Regions from separate parts of the Mus musculus genome. Here region 1 is linked to region 2. Evidence: chromatin contacts called from public HiChIP or PLAC-seq data. All regions are on one chromosome and are shown on one strand. The core of a region is the stretch at or near the end of the contact, and the rest is flanking DNA. Distances in the headings are between cores, read along the strand shown.

Evidence for each region. HiChIP or PLAC-seq counts read pairs in DNA pulled down with a chosen protein or histone mark.
Region 1: a contact with region 2 is called in an H3K27ac HiChIP or PLAC-seq map of T-cell acute lymphoblastic leukemia, with 4 times the contacts expected there. The contact joins two enhancer-like sites. A contact is called at or near these places in 3 of 115 datasets of contacts at active chromatin or transcription factors (DN3 thymocytes, T-cell acute lymphoblastic leukemia and embryonic limb bud).

The regions. Positions count from the first base shown.
Region 1 is chr5:107,370,876-107,376,671 of GRCm38.p6, reverse strand. It overlaps Brdt (bromodomain, testis-specific), which reads right to left. Exons shown (of 19, transcript NM_054054.2): 16 at 310-407. Gm17202 (a long non-coding RNA gene) reads left to right here. Exons shown (of 5, transcript XR_389494.4): 5 at 5,617-5,796. Among named protein-coding and RNA genes, the nearest start is that of Ephx4, 30 kb to the left of the region's middle. Within about 2 kb of position 3,166, at least 27 of the 459 cell types and tissues checked have an H3K27ac peak or open chromatin away from gene starts, as enhancers often do. A contact at or near this core is called in DN3 thymocytes and T-cell acute lymphoblastic leukemia, where this site is marked.
Region 2 is chr5:106,889,924-106,895,322 of GRCm38.p6, reverse strand. Hfm1 (HFM1, ATP-dependent DNA helicase homolog) reads left to right here. Exons shown (of 40, transcript NM_177873.3): 17 at 1-127; 18 at 1,779-1,873; 19 at 2,492-2,625; 20 at 5,374-5,399. Among named protein-coding and RNA genes, the nearest start is that of Hfm1, 33 kb to the left of the region's middle. Within about 2 kb of position 3,467, at least 114 of the 459 cell types and tissues checked have an H3K27ac peak or open chromatin away from gene starts, as enhancers often do. A contact at or near this core is called in DN3 thymocytes and T-cell acute lymphoblastic leukemia, where this site is marked.

The DNA of each region.
Region 1 (5,796 bases), core at 1,917-4,416, 480 kb before region 2:
AAAATGTGTCTCTAAGGCCTGGAACAGGCCCTCACAGTTCAAGTTTCTCAACATCTAGAAGGCAAAGCTGCCAGTGTGTGCTCTGAATGAGGGGGGGGGTGGGCTCTTCTGCAGACTAAAGACAGCTTGACGCCACTGCTACACACACACAAACAAACAAGAAATTCATCACCGCAGCTTGGAGATACACAAGCAAAAGTTTGGCTTAGGGATCTAATCTTATTTAAGTTAGTGTTTAACAATCTTCCACATAACTCATATTACATCTCAGGTCCTCTCAACCCTTGAGAACAATCACAACATTTTTACCTTCTGCGCGGGAGCATGGCATTCTGGCTCCAGCACTGTGAGGCTCTCAGCAGAGGTGTGCACCACAGGGGGGCCAAGCAATACTCGCTTGCAATCACCTAGAAGCACATACTCTTTAGAAAGGAATAACACAAATACGTCAGGGTACTTATCTGGAGTTTAAATTTCTTTTTCCTTCCATGTCAGACATCATAAATATAAAATAGCCAGATATAGTGGCACATGCCTTTGATCCCAACAGTCAAGAGGCTGAGGCAGGAGGGTAAGAAGTTTAAGGTATGCTTGTACTACTTATAAGATCCTGATTAGGGAAAGAGAAAAAAAAACCAAAATAAGGAGACGCATACACACATGTATGTCTGTGTACATATATATGTACATATATGGAATAAGAAAAATAAGTTTCTATACATCCTTATTATGGTATCTGTTGGGTTATATTATAAAAGTAAACATTTCTCACTTGAAGTGACCTTTGATTGTTGTTGTTGTTTTCTATTTTTGTTTTGGAACCATGAAGGGTTGACATACCATGATGTTGAGCAGGTCTGTTCTCATGATATGGAGCTCTAAAGTTTGTAGACTTGATTCCGCTCCAGAGGTGGATCTGGATTAAGCTGCTAGTCATAAAAATTCTGCTTTTCCCCTGGTAAGCCAATGTACGGCTTCTAGGGAGGCAGGACAGTCCATGTGAAAATGAAAATGCAGAGCCTAGGACAATGCATACTATAATACCAACCTACCAGGCAGAATGTGCCAGCTGGTGCTGTGACTGGCATGGGGGTGACTGTAGCTAAGGTCTGTTCTACAGGAGGAATTCATACCTTGCAGTATAAACTTGGTCAAAAGCTCATGGCTGGGGATAAAGATCATAGAGGAGAACCTACTGATATTTTGTTGAACGGTCATAATGTCTTCACATTATTTATGTTTTTGTGCATAGATATGTGCTCTCAATCTTGGTCAGAAAATCTTTTTGTAGTGGGCAGCAATGCAGAAAGACATGCAACTGTTCAAAGTACTGAGAATGCATGACTGAGTGCTCAGCTCTAAGTGGGACACATGCCAATTTCCCTCTCAGGGAGCACTGCAGAAGAGGCAGTGACGGGGATAGGAAGGAGCACAATGAAGGGCTGTCTTCTAGACATGACATGGATGTTGCATTCATGAGCTCACAGTAGTTATCTGAACAAGATCAAGCTGGTCAGCATTTCATCATGGAGAATAGGAGCTCACAAGCCCCACCCCTGCCTGAGGAGCTCACAAGCCCCACCCCTAGCTGAGGAGCTCACAAGCCCCACACCTAGCTGAGGAGCTAGCTATTGGCAGTTGATGGATTCTGGGGATAGAGTCCTTGTTTGTTTGGCAATATGGCTACTGGTGGGTTGCCCAGGCTGTAGTGGAGGCTCTACATCAGTGTGCATCCCACAGCAATCAACACTGACTGGACTCTGTGGATTTGGTTTTTGTTTTGTTTTGTTTTGTTTTTGAGACAGGATTTCTCTGTATAGCCCTGGCTGTCCTGGAACTCACTCTGTAGACCAGGCTGGCCTCGAACTCAGAAATCCGTCTGCCTCTGCCTCCCGAGTGCTAGGATTAAAGGCGTGCACCACCACGCCTGGCAGATTTGGTTTTTAATAAAAGAGGAGGATATGAAATTGGGAGGAGACATGCAGAGAGATGTTCAAGTGGAGTTGGAGGGGATGTGACAGGACAGAGACACAAAATACAACAATCCCGTTTGAACTCTCACCAGTATTGATTGGTTGATTAAAGGACAGAGAAGAAAAAGCAAAATTAGCTGACCCAAACTCATAAAATTCTAGATCATCTAATGCTGTGGGGATGTATATCTAAGCTTCTACCTCCCTTCAGTCCCTTGACTAAATCATGCTTGTCTTCAAGCTGAGGTTAGGGTAGAGCTAGAAACAGAACAGAGAGAGAATGTGACACTGTCAGAGGAGGAGTGTGTGGGTTAAAGAACAGATCTTACGTTTAAACCCTGGACAGCCCAACACACCCAAACTTCACAAGATCCCGGACACTCAACACGCGTGCACTTCTTAAACTCACGTGGAATGGAAAGCAAAGTTCAGAACTACAACCCTTCTGAGCTGCCACCAGACTTAGGCAGGAAGGAGAGTCTGTGTGGAAAGTAGAAACTCTAGAATGATTCTCAACTTGTTGATAAGAGGTAGCAGTGTTGCTATCACTAAATAAAAGGGGAAGATTAGGATCTGGATGTTGAAAGGCTGCAGAGGTGGCACTGGCTGTTTTTCAGTTCCCATCACCCACACATGATGTACAACCATCCATAACTCTAGTTCTAGAGGAGCTAAGCCTGTCTTCCAGCCTCTGTGGGCTTCAGGCATGTACATGGTGCATAGACAAGCATGCAGACAACACACATATGACATAAGAATTAAAATAATAAGTAAAACCCTTTTTAAAATCTGGGGATTGAAAAGTGGGTATTTGGCCGGGTATGCCTTTAATCCCAGCACTTGGGAGGCAGAGGCAGGCAGATCTCTGAGTTCGAGGCCAGCCTGGTCTACAGAGTGAGTTCCAGGACAGCCAGGACTACACAGAGAAACCCTGTCTCAAAAACCCAAAAAAGGAAAAGTGAGAATTTTGTTTTCACATGGTTTGCAATGGTTACTTGATGTTTAAATAAAGATGCTCTAGTGTTGTATAAGTATGCCTGGGGCCAGGTACATTTGAATTGTGCAAGTAACAGAAAAAACAAAAAACAAAAAAAAACCCAGAGATTTCCCAGATGCAGTCTACATCAGGTTGTCTCTCAGCCTTTCCGTCTCATGCTATCGAGACTCACTGTGGTCAGCACACTGCTTTGAGGGGAAGATCAGGACTTGTTCAGCAAGGCTGGGTGGGAAGCTCTGTGGTTAAGTAGGAAGGGAAGCAGCTGGCTGGGGGCAGTGACACGCACCTGTTTCCCCAGCACTTGGGACGCTGAGGTAGGTGGATTATGAGTTTGAGAATATGTGGGCTATATACATAGCACAATCCTGTCTCAAAAGAAAACAAAAGTTAAAGCTATCAATCAACCTTATCTAAAGGCAGTCATACCAAAAGGTGACTGCAGGAAACATTCAGAGAGGTGGGACAATCAAGAGAACAGGGTCATCGAAGCCTAGGATGGCAGGAAGGGTCCAACTGGGAGCAGCACGACCACAAAAGTTATCACTTGACACATCAAATACCATAGCTCTCCTTTCTCTGGAGTCCTCACCTCTAGTCCTTGCGAGCTTCCTTCCCATGAACCGATGCTGGCCCACCTACCATAACTAACACAGCACAAGTGCCTTGTGGGTGCAGTGCTCAGCCTGCCTGAGAAGAGTCTTTCAACCTTTTATTTTTTTCTCTTTGGAGCACTCACCACAACATCTCATTGTCTCCTCTTCTGCTCTACAAGAGCTACCCCTAGCCTCCCTTTACAGGAAGTTTAACTGCCCTAAGCACCGTCTTTGCTCAGAGCTCCATCAGCTTTCTACTAACTGCACTCTCACCCAAGACCAAAGCCTTTCAGCTGCTAGGGTCTCTGTGATCTGCCCTGCCGACCTGTTCATACTTATTTCTACATTTCCTGTTGATCAAACCAGTCATGTTGAGGTCAGTTTCTTAAAAGTTTTTGAACATTCTGTTCTTCCATCCAGACTGCTCAGTCTAAATGCATACAGGGAAGTCTTATCTGCTGCAGTGTCCAGCTCAGATGTCCACAGCAGGGTGCCCCTTTCTGAAGGTTTAGGCATCAGGCTTGCCTTGCCAAGGCCAGGGTTAAGTGGGAATCTAGACGCCGCTCTAGCCTCTTCCTTCTTTTCAAGGGCGCCACCATCTCCCCACTTGCTCGCTCACAATCGCACGCTAGACAGCAGCAGGTTCTTCCTACTTGGCTCGGGCTTTATTAATGCCTTTGAACATTCGGACCTTTCCAACTGAAAAAAATAACTCTCATGGCTGCTTTAAAAAGTTCTGTCTTTGTGTTAATAACCCAGCTATTTCCCCTTGGCCTCACTGAGGCATCCACCAGGGTCTACGCAGTTTGTAGAACCCTGGCTGCTACAACTCCTACGTAAGCTTGGAAGAGCAGCGCTTCTGCTGTCCGTTTAGACCTCTCTGTCCCTGTGTCCACTGCAGCCTCTGCAGCCAGTGTCTGTTTAGACCCCTCTGTCCCTGTGTCCACTGCAGCCTCTGCAGCCAGTGGCCCAGGTGGTGGCCCTTCTCAGCCCTCTCTCCTCTCATTACCTCTCCTTCCTTTTTGTCTCCTGTCTTTCTAATTTTTCCTCTTCTTCTTTTAAGATCAGGATGGCCTCAAACTTCCAGCTTAGACAAGCCTCACGCTGCAGTGCAGCATCAGGACCAGTGCTTTGATTTGTTAATCTCTTTACTGACATTTTCTTTCCTAGAACTACTCTTCTTAGTTTGCATATTTATTTCTTCCTTCCTTCCTTCCTTCCTTCCTTCCTTCCTTCCTTCCTTCCTTCTGTCCTTCCTTCTGTCCTTCCTTCCTTCCTTCCTTCCTTCCTTCCTTCCTTCCTTCCTTCTGTCCTTCCTTCCTTCCTTCCTTCCTTCCTTCCTTCCTTCCTTCCTTCCTTCCTTCCTTCCTTCTGTCCTTCCTTCCTTCCTTCCTTCCTTCCTTCCTTCCTTCCTTCCTTCCTTCCTTCTCGTGGTTTCCTAAATTACATCCATTTTATCTTAATCGCTTGTGGCAATGCTTAAGTGATGTTAGACTCTTTAGTCCCAGATACCCATTTCTGCTTTTACTCACCCAGCTGCATAGCCAAATGAGCTCTACCTCGTACTTCCCGTCCAGCTGTTAGGTTATCTCCTCTCAAGCCTTACACCTTCTGCTACAAAACTACCTTCCTATGCTCATAGCATTAGTTTTGGTTGTAGTAACTTTGACTTAGACGACAAACTCAGCTTTCTTCCATGGTACTGACTAATCAGAGTATCTTCAACTTAACCCACAATTTAGTAAGCAGCAAATTTTTTCTTTATAAACTTTTTATTGCTGTTTTGCCCAGTGCTGGGTTCTGAACCTCAGGCTCATGCCTGTCAGGCAAGTGTTTTACCAATAAGCTACTCCCTCATCCCCTAAAGTATTGTAGTTCTTTTTTTTTTTTTCTTTTTTGCAGGGGGGGGGGGTGAGGGTGTCTTTTTGTTTGTTTGACATGTTTCTGTTTGAAGTTCCTTGTTGCATAAAAATTAAAAGTTGAAATGCTATGGTAGTCTGAGAAAGAAACTGTGACCTAGGACAGCTACATGTTCTTCTTATTCTTCTCACAGGATGCAAATGCTCTCCCTCTGGACACAATTCACCCTGCCTTAGCTGGCTCGACAATCTGCACCTGCCTCTTTCTCTCTGGTTTGTAGGGCCTTTTGTATTTTGGAGGGTGGTGGGTACTGGGAAATAAACCAGAGACCTCATATATGCCAACAATACAATCTACCACTGAGCTACAAGCC
Region 2 (5,399 bases), core at 2,218-4,717:
TATGGGCATGAACATGCCGGCTCACCTGGTTGTTATAAAGTCTACCATGCACTACAGTGGAGGTGTGTTTGAAGAGTACAGCGAGACCGACATCCTGCAGATGATTGGGAGAGCTGGCAGACCCCAGGTAAGGGACAATAGCTTTCCTCTTCCTTTGTTTTTGACATTCTAAATATAGCAAAGAAGGGGGGTGTGGTTTTAGTTTGCATTTCAAAGTAGATTGAAAAATAATGTAATTTAAGAATCTACTTTAGTGGTGGAATAAACTTAAAAAGACTCACTAGCTGGGATATATACACTTCATATTCCAGCTTTGTCTAAGCTGCTCTCTGCGGATGAGGGTACTGTTAAAGGAATTTTAAAGGGCCTTTCCACTTTATATTGTTATTTGAATAAAGATGTTTTGACATTTTTATGCTTATTTTAGAAACTGGATCACTATAAGTAGCCAAGGCTGAACTCAAACTTGCCGTCTTTCTGGTTTTGCCTCTTAAATACTAAGATTATAGGCATCTGCCACATGTCAGGTAGTCTGGGCATTTTGAACAGGCAGCTTTTCATTGTGAAGGGCTGTTGTGAGTTACAGAACATGTAACATCCCAGGGTTGTAGCATTAAATGTTATAATTAAAAGTCAATCCATATTTATCTCCAAATATGTCTGACAAGTATTTGAATGAGGAAGTCATTTGTATAGATACTAAAAGAACATCCTGGAAGAAAATAATTTTCAAAGTATAAAAATGTTATGTCATACAAGTTTTTAATTTTAAGGGACAAATGAAATCTATCAAATTATACGGTGTTATAGTTAGGGTTCTTATTTCTGTGATAAAATACCATTTTGATCAAAAGCAAGTTGGGGGGAAAGGGTTTATTTGGTTTACACTTCCACATTAGTCTGTCATGAGTGGAAGTCAAGGCAGGAACTCACACAGGGCAGGAACTTGGAGACAGGAGCTGATGCAGAGGCCACGGAGGGTGGGTGCTGCTTACTGCTCAGCCTGCTTTCTTATAGAGCCCATGACCACAGCCCAGGGGTGGCCCCACCCACAATGAACTAAGCCCTACCCCATCAGTTACTAATTAAGAAAATGCCCTACAGGCTTGCCTGCAGTCCTGCCTTTTTCCCCCTCCCCCACTTTATTTTTGTTTTCTTGTTTACTTCAATACTTGGAGGATGAAAGAGAACTTATCTACTAGTATACCTTTAATTGTGATGTTATGTATTCTTTTGTTTAAATTATCTTTAACCTTTTTTTTTACAGTCCAGTCATTATCCAGTCCACCTTCTGATAGTTCTTCATCCCATTTCTTTCTTTTCTTTTCTTTTTTTTTTTTTTTTTAGACAGGGTTTCTCTGTGTAGTCCTGGCTGTCCTGGACTCACTTTGTAGACAGGCTGGCCTTGAACTCAGAAATCCGCCTGCCTCTGCCTCCCGAGTGCTGGGATTAAAGGCGTGCGCCACCACTGCCCAGCTTCATCCCATTTCTTAAGTGAGATCCTCCTTTCAGAATGACTTTCTTTAGCTTATCAGCATATATGAAAATTACATTAAATCTTACATTTTTAATTCAGTTTACAAAGATTTATTTTCACTTTAATATTGTCAAAATTAAGTTATATTGAAACAAAAGTGATATTTACAGTTATACTTGGGAGACTTTTTAAAATTAAACTTTTTGTTAATATTAAAATTCAGCCTGAAATGAGAAAGTTCTGAGAGAAAGACTCTGTCCTCTGTGTGCTCTAACCTTTCCAACCTTGTGCTCTGTTGCAGTTTGACACTACAGCTACTGCAGTCATTATGACTCGACTAAGTACAAGAGAGAAGTACGTGCAGATGCTAGCTTGTAACGACACTGTAGAGAGCAGGTAACAGAGCAGTTCCAAAAGGAAATTAGACTAGTGTGGTGTGTTCCCTTTAGTGTACACAACAGAGATTGGTTTGCGGATTTCCTAAGGCCATTTGCTTGAAATAGAACAATTTAACTGTAAAACTAATGTAATTTTAGGAATTAAAGACAACAGAATTATCTAGTGGTGATTTTTAACACACAATGGTACATATCTTTGTTCTAAAAAATCCTAAAAAGGTAATAAGGTCTCGTTAATTATTAACTTACAAGAATTAAATTTGTAATTACTAACTTTTAATAAGAGAAATATTGTCACACCTTTTTATTTTATAATGAGAGAGAATAATATCTGGGATGGTTTTCAGTGTGCCATAAGTACTTATCTTTGGTAAAGTAGGATAGAATCTACACTACTGTCACCACAGTGACCTTTGCAAAAACATGTTGAGAACTGTGAAATAAGGAGAAACCTCAGTTCTTTAAGATCTTTAACTGCCTTTTAAAGATTTTCTTATATTTTTGAAATTTATTTCATTATTAAAGTAGCAACTAATATGTATATTATTAGAGCTTAAAAAGTAAAATTTATGTTCTTGAAATTCACATTAATCATGCAGAGTTTTCCCTCCATTAGTTTGCACAGACATCTTATTGAACATTTAAATGCAGAAATAGTGCTGCATACCATCACAGACGTGAACATTGCTCTGGACTGGATCCGATCAACAATGCTGTATATCAGAGCTCTGAAAAACCCATCTCACTATGGTTTGTTACTTTGACCTGGAAATATAGTGATTGTTTTTCAAACCACCAGGGTTTTTATTTATACTGTTAAAGATTAGATTACAGAATAATAATAACCAACAACTAATAACCAACAGAAAAAAATAGTAGCAGTCACCAGTATATTCAGAGGTAAGAGTAGGCAAAATGAGAGCACACTGTTCTACTCCTAGTCCTTTAATAAGCTTTAAAGTTAACACTGTTAAAAATAGACTCAGTGGAAGAAAAAAAAATTAAGTACATAAACTAAATTAACATAAGTTAAAGCTCTAAATTTTTGAATCTTTCTCATACTTATCATTCAGCTTCCCTCTCATTCTAAATTTGTAGCTGTTCATTTTCCAATTTGTAAGAACACAAAGCAAATCATAAAATAAAAGCAAATAAGGTACAATTTTCCATTTTATGCAAACAATGTCCCATTGTATTAGTTTTCTAACAAATTGCTTAAAACACAATATCTTGGAACAACGGACATTCATTATCTCATGCGGTTTCTGAACCCAAGCGTCTCAGCTAGCAGGTCTGGGTCAGAGTCTCTCTTGAGGTGCTGGCAGCACGTCAGCCAAGCTGCAGTGGCCTGAAGGCCTGGCAGGGCTTGCAGACTCGCCCAGAACGCTGGCACAGAACCTTGGCTGAGGCTTACTGTTTCCAATGTGGAGTTTTCCTGCATCTCTCTTCCTGCAGGAAGAGTAATAAAAGACAGGCTGGCTAAATAAAAGCTGCATTTCCTTGTTTGTAACTGTAGTCACACGTCACTTACTTGAAAACAAGTTAGTCCTGGCCACCTGCAGGGGAGAGGAACTGAGTTCAGTTGCTTTGTGGCCTTGGCAAACCATGAATCATAGAAATCCCCTGCCCTAGCCTCCCAGCTTCAGAGCCTGATGCCACTATTGTTCTGCACCTGTCTTTGTAGTTTCTCCCTAGTATATTTTGGAGGGTTTCTGTTAAGTTTTAGGCTAGTGTATGAAGTTATAGGCTTCACTGTGACATTTTCATTGTGTCTGTCGTGCTTTCTTATGTTTATGTCCTCCTACTGCTTTCCCTCCCTCCACAGCCCCCTGTGACTGGACCTTCCGATCCCCACAAACATGCTCCCTTCTGCATTATGTCACTTGATCCATTACCCTCTCCATCATCCTTAAGGTCTCCTTTTCTCAGAGTCTTCTTTCACATCACACACACACACACACACACACACACACACACACACACACACACACTGGATTACATACACGAGTCTGGCTTATTTCTCTTAACATAATGATCTTCATTACAATTTATTTTCCTGAATATCTCATGATTTCATTTTTCTTCATGGCTAGAAAAATATCCATTGTATCTATATGTCCATTTTTTTTATCCGTTCATCTGTTGGCAAACATTTAGACTAGTTCAGTTTCTTTCTATTGTGAGGAATGCAGCAATGTCTAAGGCTGGGCATGCATCCCTTGGTTATTTACTGAGGAGTGGTAAAACTGAGCCATAACATATTCTGTTTTTAAAATAAATACCTAAGGATTTATTTTACTTGTTTATTGTGTGTATATGTCTGTGTGAGCATACACGTATACATAGGTAGTGGTGAGTGGGGTCTAGAAGAAAGCACCACATGTCCTCCTCTGTCATCAGTGAACCTCTTTGAGGAATGGTTTCTAACTGAACCTGCACCTCTAGCTTTCTCACCTAGTCATCCTCCTGTCTCCACCTCCCTTAGAGCTAGAGTTACAGGCAGGTGTGAGCTGCTGACCTGGGTGCTGGGAACCTAACTCAGACCCTCTGCAAGAGAAGGTGAGCTCTTAACCAGCCCCACCTGACATGTCTAAGCAGTTCCAGTTGATATGAAGTTTCTAGGTCAGAGGGTACATCATTTTAAAATGTAGTGCCTATTGCTAAATTATTGTCCTTAGTGGCTTACATGGTTGCCAGCAGTTCTTGGGAGTACTATATTCACATATTCCCTACGGGGTATATACTTGTATCTTTTTATCAGCGTTGTGCAAAATTCGTCTATGCTGCAATTTGCACTTCTTCCTCCTTGTGAGTAATTTATTTTGTAGTGAATTTTTTATATTGTATTACCACAGGAAGTGACAGAAATCTTAGGTATAAAAGTTAAATTAAATATATACACATAGACACAGATACCCACATCCAGTATGTAGAAGGTTTTCCATAAGTATGGAAAGTTATAAGTATGCTCATGTTATATTATATTTCTTGAATTTCATGTAAACAGAAGTATTTCCTTTTCTTCTTCAGTTTCTTTTAATTCATAATGTTCACAGATTGCTTTAAATTCCTTTTGTTATTACAGTATAGACCCAGTTGTATCAATACACCACATTTCAGCCAACTATTTTGTAGATAGGCGTAGAGATCATTTCCAAATTTTGACTATATATACCTGCCTCAAGTGCACTTAGCTCCACACAGACATGCAGACATAACTAAATATAATAAAATAGATCTTTAAATTGATTCTACATGGTTCTTGCTCAATAGTTTCAGATTACTTAATACAGATTAAGAAAACAAAATATAGCCAGTTGAAAAGATTTCAAGATAGTGGTTGTGTTCTATGAATAGTTAAGCCTTTTTAAGCTCATTAAACTGCTATTAATCTATATGAAATATAGATGCGATTTTAATGTGAGATTTAAATTGAACCTGTAAAGACAAATTAAATACACTCCGATTTTTTAAATAAACATTTAATCACTCACACAGGTTTTTCATCTGGATTGAACAAAGAT